Regions from separate parts of the Mus musculus genome. Here region 2 is linked to region 1. A link is a contact called in public Hi-C data. All regions are on one chromosome and are shown on one strand. Each heading gives the region's core, a stretch centred on a gene start, on an enhancer-like site or on the middle of the called end of the contact. The rest is flanking DNA. Distances are from core to core; before and after follow the strand shown. Region 1 holds the start of Naa60 (N(alpha)-acetyltransferase 60, NatF catalytic subunit). Region 2 holds the start of Pi4ka (phosphatidylinositol 4-kinase alpha).

Region 1 (3,324 bases), core at 427-2,926:
CTTTCCAAGATGTTTAAAGACTATGGCTTTTTATGTTTCTAAGATCGTGATGTTTTACACAGTTTGAGACACAAAAATGTATTGATGTGCCTTGGACCAGCCTCAGTCAGCCTCCCTCAATCCGCGGAAAAAAATTTCAGGGTTCCCGTTGCAGGCAGGCATGGAGTTGGGACGAAAAAGGTGACAAACAGACACAGACACAAGGGAGTGCTGTATCTGGATGTAATTTGTCAAATTGAGCACCAGTCTTATATTACAGACGAAAAACAAGAAGGCTAGGCGAATACATTTGCCAAGGTACATTGGTTCTTACACAAAACAAAGAAAATGCATACATAAAAAGATAATGGGAGCCAGGCCTTGTTTACAACTGAGAATAGAAACAATCCTTAATTAAGATCAGCCAAACACAGGAGCCAGGTGAATGCTCTGATGCAATGCTAGTCTATTGTTAAACCCACCTACAGTGGTCCTTTAGTAAATACCTGATTATGCTATTCCTCTGGGCCTAGTGAAAAACCTGCACCAGGGGAATTCCATTCTACTAACCCTTTCATGAGTAATACTCCAACCCACCTATTTCCTAGGCCATTGTGTATTCCTGTGTTTGGGTGAAACTCAGCTATTGTTCTAAGTAATTACTATGCAGACTGGCCCTGAGCTTTTCTAGCTCTGTTCTAGTAAATTGTAATGTCTGATTATTTTCACTGTCTCTACTAGAAGTGAATTTGAATGTTACTGAATAGGTAACATTCTTACTGAATTCCAAGCTCAGGGTCAGGACATTGGAACACTGACAAAGGCTTAGCTATATGTCAAAATCAATCCTTAAAGGCACTTATAATAAAACAATACTGAAAGAGAGCACACGAATCCATACACCAGACTAACGCTGGGACAGGGTTTGAGTATACGTGCTATTGGAATGCCAAGGCTCCAGGAGGCGAAGTTTCCGTGAAAGTCTTCACCTCATGACTGCTTCCAGGTTTCTAAACCTGTAATGCGAGTCACTACTGGAGTGGATGTAGCACTGATGTATTTCTTGGATATTAATATTTTTTTAAGGTTGGTTGAGCCTTTGACTACATACCATTTTAGTTATCTAAAAGCAAAGAATAAACTGTTGGTCAGCAAGCTTTTCTCTGGTTACACGAACTGAATTATCTCTGAATTACATCTGGATATAGAACTCCCACCCCCACCCAGCCCTGAAGGCCAATGTCACTTGTCCACTGCAATGATAGCTCACGACCACCCTTCTGTGGCTGTCAGCGCGAGCGCGGGGCGGTGCCTTTTGAGTCAGGGCTTCTAGCAATCACCAGCGCCAGCATCTATTAATACTAACCTCCAGTGGGGGAAGAGCAGGCCAGCGGCGGAGCCGTGCGTCTCAGGACTAGGGAGGCCTCGGAGCTCCTCTGACCCGCTTGATCGAGGAAAGGCGCCCTCTGACCCGCTTGATTGAGGAAAGGCGCGGAAACCCCGGCCCGCCGCCGCCGGTGTCCACGCATGCACGCAAGGGCAGCTGGGCGGCTCGCAGCTGTCTTGAGCTTCCGCCGCCAGTGCGGGAGGCTTCGGGAGCAGGTCCCGCCAGCGGCCAGAGGCTTGCCAGCTCCCAACATGGTGGCGGCGGCGTCAGGGAGGGCGGTGCCACATGGCGTAGCAGCCAATGATCTTCCGGGCTGCGCCGCCGGCAGCACAGGAGAGGCGGAAGTGCCGCGGGGCCGCCTTCCCTGTCCCGGCTGCGGCCCCTGCCGGTTACATAATCTGTCGCGGGGGACCGCGCAGTCCCACGTCCGGCTTCCCGGCTCCCCCAGGATGCGCTGAGCCTTGAGACACCGTCCGCTGCCGCCGGCTCCCGTCCGAGGTGAGGCAGCCGGGGGCCTCGGCGGGTGCAAATCGGGGCGGTGAGGAGGTCGCTGTCGCGACACCGAGGGCACTGCCCGCCCGTGGGAGGCCGGGTTTTCCGGAGAGCCCCTTACCCACCCCTGCGCGGGGCGCTTCTTAGCGCCCAGTTTGTTTCCGTGACGGCGGCGAGGGGCGCGGTGGGGCGTCGGGAATTGGCCTTTCTGGGGACCCTCAGCCAGTAATTGCAGGAATTGGGAGATGGAAAGGCGGCATCCTCTGGTTTTGGAGGTGAAGGGTCTGGTCGACTCTTCTAGCTCCAGCCTGCCTCCCTTAAGGGACTTGTTGAGCTGGGGGTAATTGTCGACTTTTTGCACGCGTGAAAGCCGAGGACCCTGCTTTAGGTCTGTCGCGTCTTTTCATTCCAGCAGTACTTTTGGTATTCCGGCACATGGAAGCTAAGCGGACCCTCCATAATCGCCTCTGACTTATTTCTTCTGAATTGGAGAAAACATTTGCCAAGGAGAAAAGGGGATCTATGACCAGTGCTGCTGTCTTGGGCTGGGGCTGTGGAGAGGGTACTCTGGGCCTTCTGAACCTCCAGCAAATGCCTGCCTTGCTGGTGTCAAAACCCAAGGCTTGGGGAGCCAGGCTGCAATAAACATAAACTTTGGCTCCTTTATTGATCTCTTAACTCTGCCAAGTCCCAGAGCCATGTGCTTTTGGGTCATTCTTGTCACCCTTTGGTCTTGAAAGAAGAGACTCACAGCCTAACTCTGTGGCTCCTGTGGTGTCTGGAGTGCTAATTAAGGAAGTTGCCAAAGAGCTTTTCCTTTTTCAAAGTACTAGAAACATAAAATCCCTGAATTAGTCTTGGCTTGTCTGCTGGCTTGTGTGACCCAGCAGGCAAAGTCATGTTACTCCCGAAATCATCTATGCAAAGACTTGAGTCCACAAAACCATGTGACATGGAGGAGAGTTTTAGAAGGCCTGTGACCTTGTTACCAGCCGAAATGTCAGGAAGAGGAAGGTCTGGGACAAAAACAGCATATAAGTACACACAGAGAGAGATGCACACACCAGTGAACTGCGAGTTAGTACAATGTGATTAAAAACTAGAGGATGCCGAAGGGCCATCGTGCCAAAGTAGTACACTGCTCATGGCAGGGAACATAAGTCTACACACCTCCTTTTAGGGTTTTTGTATACAACAAGAATAATATGCCAGATGTAAGCCCCCTGAGAGTGGGGTTTGCATTGACTCTTTAAAAAGGTTGTAGTTTGCTAGATTTTCATCTTACAGACCTAGACAACCCCACATCAGGCTTCCTGGGCTGGGTTTCCATGAAAATTGTTACATCTTGTCACAGAATTAAGTCTGGTCTGGTGTCAGCACACCAGCACCAGCATAAAACATACAATTTCGGGTTGTTGGTTTTTTTAAGTCTCAATGTGTCTTGTCCTTACTATCTTTAACCTCTT
Region 2 (3,324 bases), core at 407-2,906, about 14 Mb after region 1:
TTGTATGTGCTCATGCATGCAAGTGCCCATGGACACCACAAGAGGACTTTCTGATGCCCTAAAACTGGAGTTACCTTCAAACATTCAAGCAGTCCTAAGCTGCCAGACATGAGTACTGAGATACCAACTCCCTGAGTGAACAACAACTCCTCAGCACCTCTGCGGATACTGGGCTGTTCCTGAGTAGCATGGACTACAGGTGCATGCTACCATGTCCAGTCTGTATTCATTCTTTAGCCAGAAGTCGGGTTGGCATTAGATCTTCCAGAACCTGTTCACCTTGCAGGTAGGTGATACAATCAAGTTTGAAAACTTACAAGGTCAAAGACCAGGTCACTCTGCCTTTCCACTTTTACCCATCAGCGCGCAGGTGCACATGTCACCCAGGTTCTTTCCATCTTTCAGAAAGTTGAATGGACAGACAGCCCCCTCCCTTCAGTGCTAACATACTGTGCTGAGTCTATTTACACATTCCTGGGCGAAAAGCAGCTGACTATTATTGTTCATCCACGTTGTGCCTGGCCTTAATATGTAAACTCATCAAAGCTTCACAGGTTTTATAGATAAGCAAATAGGCTGTTAGCATGCAAGTTTCTTCCTCAAGACTGCACACAGAAATTGTAAATTTAGTCAGCTCTGACTAAAATCTGTCTTCTTCCTATCACAACATCCTTTTGTTGTTGTTTGGTTTTTGGGTTTTTTTTTTCCCCTAAAAGAAAGCGGTTAGCCTCCTTAATCCTGGGGTTCTACCCTTCACCACCCACCCAGTTCACCTCTTATCCCAGGTCCAAGCATATCTTTTATCTTCCAAGATAAGGACTGGCGTGTCTTTCTCTTCTGAAGCAATCCTGAATTTAGTTCTCTGTCTACTAACAGTCCACTGCATATTCCTGCCACTGCATCTTCTCGAAACTCATCATCTTTTGATCCAGTCTAACGCTACCATCTCTTAAATAATAATACGATTTGCATAGCTGTCCTTCTCCACAATCCAGTGAGAAGGGCAAAAAGTGTGTAGGGGAGGAGGGCGTCCCATTTCATGAGAAAGACACCTCTCCAAGGTCATTGAATGAAAACAAAAAATCGGGACCAAAAGCCCGGATTGGACTCTTGGTCCTTGGCTCATCCTACCACGCCTCACAGGCAGTCACGATGCTGCCACAACCCCCGCGCCTGAGATGTCACAGCGGTAGTCCGCCCGCCCACAGCTCACTGCCCTCCCACTCCCACCGGTACCAGACCTCCCAGCGTCCTGTCGACTTCCCGACTCCTCTCTTCACCAGAACCCTCTCCCACCGACCTCCCTACATCGCTGCCACCTCTATTCAGGAGCCCCTCTCTAGTCGCAAGTAGCCTTCTCAGACCCAGCAGCGTCCCGCCGCTTCGCCACCTCAGGCCCCTCCTCCTGTCAGTACGCAGGGTTACCTTCTCCAAGGATGCTGGTCTCTGCACAGCCAGGGAGCGGGCCAGTGAAAGTACTGTGTTGAAATAAAAGCCTCGAGAGGTGCTGGAGCCAGAGCTGGACCCCGAGCCGCCGCCGCCGCCGCCGCCGCCACCGCCGCCTCCTCCCCGGGCCCCAGCAGCCGCCATCACAGCGCACGCCCCGGCGCAGGCGGCTGGGTTCACAGCTCTGGGCTCGCCACCACCGGTCCTTACTGCGCAGGCGCAGAGGCGGCCGACTTCCCGGCCACCTGACCACCTGACTCCTCCCCTCTCCCCTCCCCCGCACTGGGTGGGGCCTGGTCCCCCTCTGCCGCTCCGCCGCCGGGTTGGCTCTGGAGGCGGGGCTCTAGCGCAGTGCTGGCGGAAGTAGTGCGCGCGGCGTCCACAGTGAATCCGCCCGCCGGCGCTGGGCTATCGACTCCTCGCTCAGCAACCCCTCCTGCTTCCTAGGTGCAGGCCGTCTCCCGCACCATGTCTGGCTATCCTAAAAGCTATAATCCTTTCGACGATGACGTGGAAGAGGAAGACACCCGGCCCGCGCCGTGGAAGGACGTCCGCGACCTGCCTGACGGCCCCGACGCGCCCATTGACAGGCAGCAGTACCTGAGACAGGAGGTGTTGCGCAGGGCCGAGGCTACCGCTGCCAGTACCAGCAGGTCCTTGTCTCTCATGTATGAATCGGAGAAGATCGGAGTCGCCTCTTCCGAGGTGAGCCTGGGGCAGAACTGAGCTAAACCGGCCAATCAATGCGTTATAAAAACGGGATGAAGAAATATTTTGTTTACGATCTTTTGGTATTTTTCTAATTGCCTACCGTAAGTTCATGGACATAGTGTAAAGAATTATGTATCAGGATCACCTGATGTTTACCTCTGGAAGCTTCCTTATCTATTATTCTGCGAGGTTAATTTCTCCCTCGCTGCCCTGCCCTCATGTCTAGTTAAAAAGTAAACTCCAAATAATGTTCTGTGTGAGAGTAAAAATGCCAAAGTGCGGCCTGTATTTGGGAAGTAGTGTCTGTTTCATTTACATATAACTTGTTAGGCAGAAGCCTCAAGCTGTTCCTCTCTAGTGGCCCAGTTAAAGTGTGAACTGTGTATGCTTCAAGTGCCAGGTGGTGCCTGAAGTACTGACGCAAAGGGAGCCTGTGTTCTTCTTCTCACATCCTTGACCACTTTTCACCTTTCTAATGGGAATATTTAAGTCCCCTCGCCTGGGCTCCTGCTCAGGAAACCAGATCCTGAATTGAGTCGACTCTTACCTTTGTAGACCGTGTGTTATTGTGACAGCTCTTTCCATCCATAGAAAATTTCAGCAACTAGGAACTTTGCTTTCCTTTAATTTACCTGTATTTGCATATGCACAGTTTAAGGGTGTCCCCTGAAGCCGGAAGAGGGCACCAGGGAATCCCTTGGAGCTGGAGTTGACAGATGGGTGCTGGGAACAGAAATGGTCTTCTGAAACTTCTTTAAGACCTTTTCTTTTTGAGGAGTTCGGCTTGGTGGACAGCCTACCAATGAAGCCCAGGCTGGTCTGGAACTTAGAATTCTTGGTCTCAATCTTTCTGATACTGGGATTTCAGGCATGTACCATCTTCTCCAGCATAAAATAAAGATTATTCCAAGACACCAGATTGCCCCTAAGTCTACTGGCAAAATAGTTGTTTTGGCAGAAGAAGAAATTACTGATATATCAGCCAAGAATAATCTTAAGTATTTTACAGTTTTGAAATGTAATAGTTGAAACAAAATACTGTCTTTCTTTACCAGTCTTCATCTCTGATCTTTGGCAAGTGTTCTCCTCTGGGACTTGGACAGATCTCTGTTGTTTTCTATTGCCACTGTTTGGTATTTTACCTTCTCCTACCTTCCCTGTTGTTGT

Evidence for each region. A called contact is a pair of places that touch in the nucleus more often than the background predicts.
Region 2: a contact with region 1 is called in a Hi-C map of uterus, with 8 times the contacts expected there. The contact joins the promoter of Pi4ka here to the promoter of Naa60 in region 1. A contact is called at or near these places in 2 of 484 Hi-C or Micro-C datasets (CD4 T cells and uterus) and 1 of 9 other capture datasets (adipose tissue).

Annotation. Positions count from the first base shown.
Region 1 is chr16:3,882,943-3,886,266 of GRCm38.p6, forward strand. Naa60 (N(alpha)-acetyltransferase 60, NatF catalytic subunit) reads left to right here and starts at 1,677. Exons shown (of 7, transcript NM_029090.3): 1 at 1,677-1,864. It also overlaps a transcript of Zfp597 not described here.
Region 2 is chr16:17,404,209-17,407,532 of GRCm38.p6, forward strand. It overlaps Pi4ka (phosphatidylinositol 4-kinase alpha), which reads right to left and starts at 1,657. Exons shown (of 55, transcript NM_001373955.1): 1 at 1,426-1,657. The coding sequence starts at 1,590. It overlaps Snap29 (synaptosomal-associated protein 29), which reads left to right and starts at 1,792. Exons shown (of 5, transcript NM_023348.4): 1 at 1,792-2,151. The coding sequence starts at 1,915.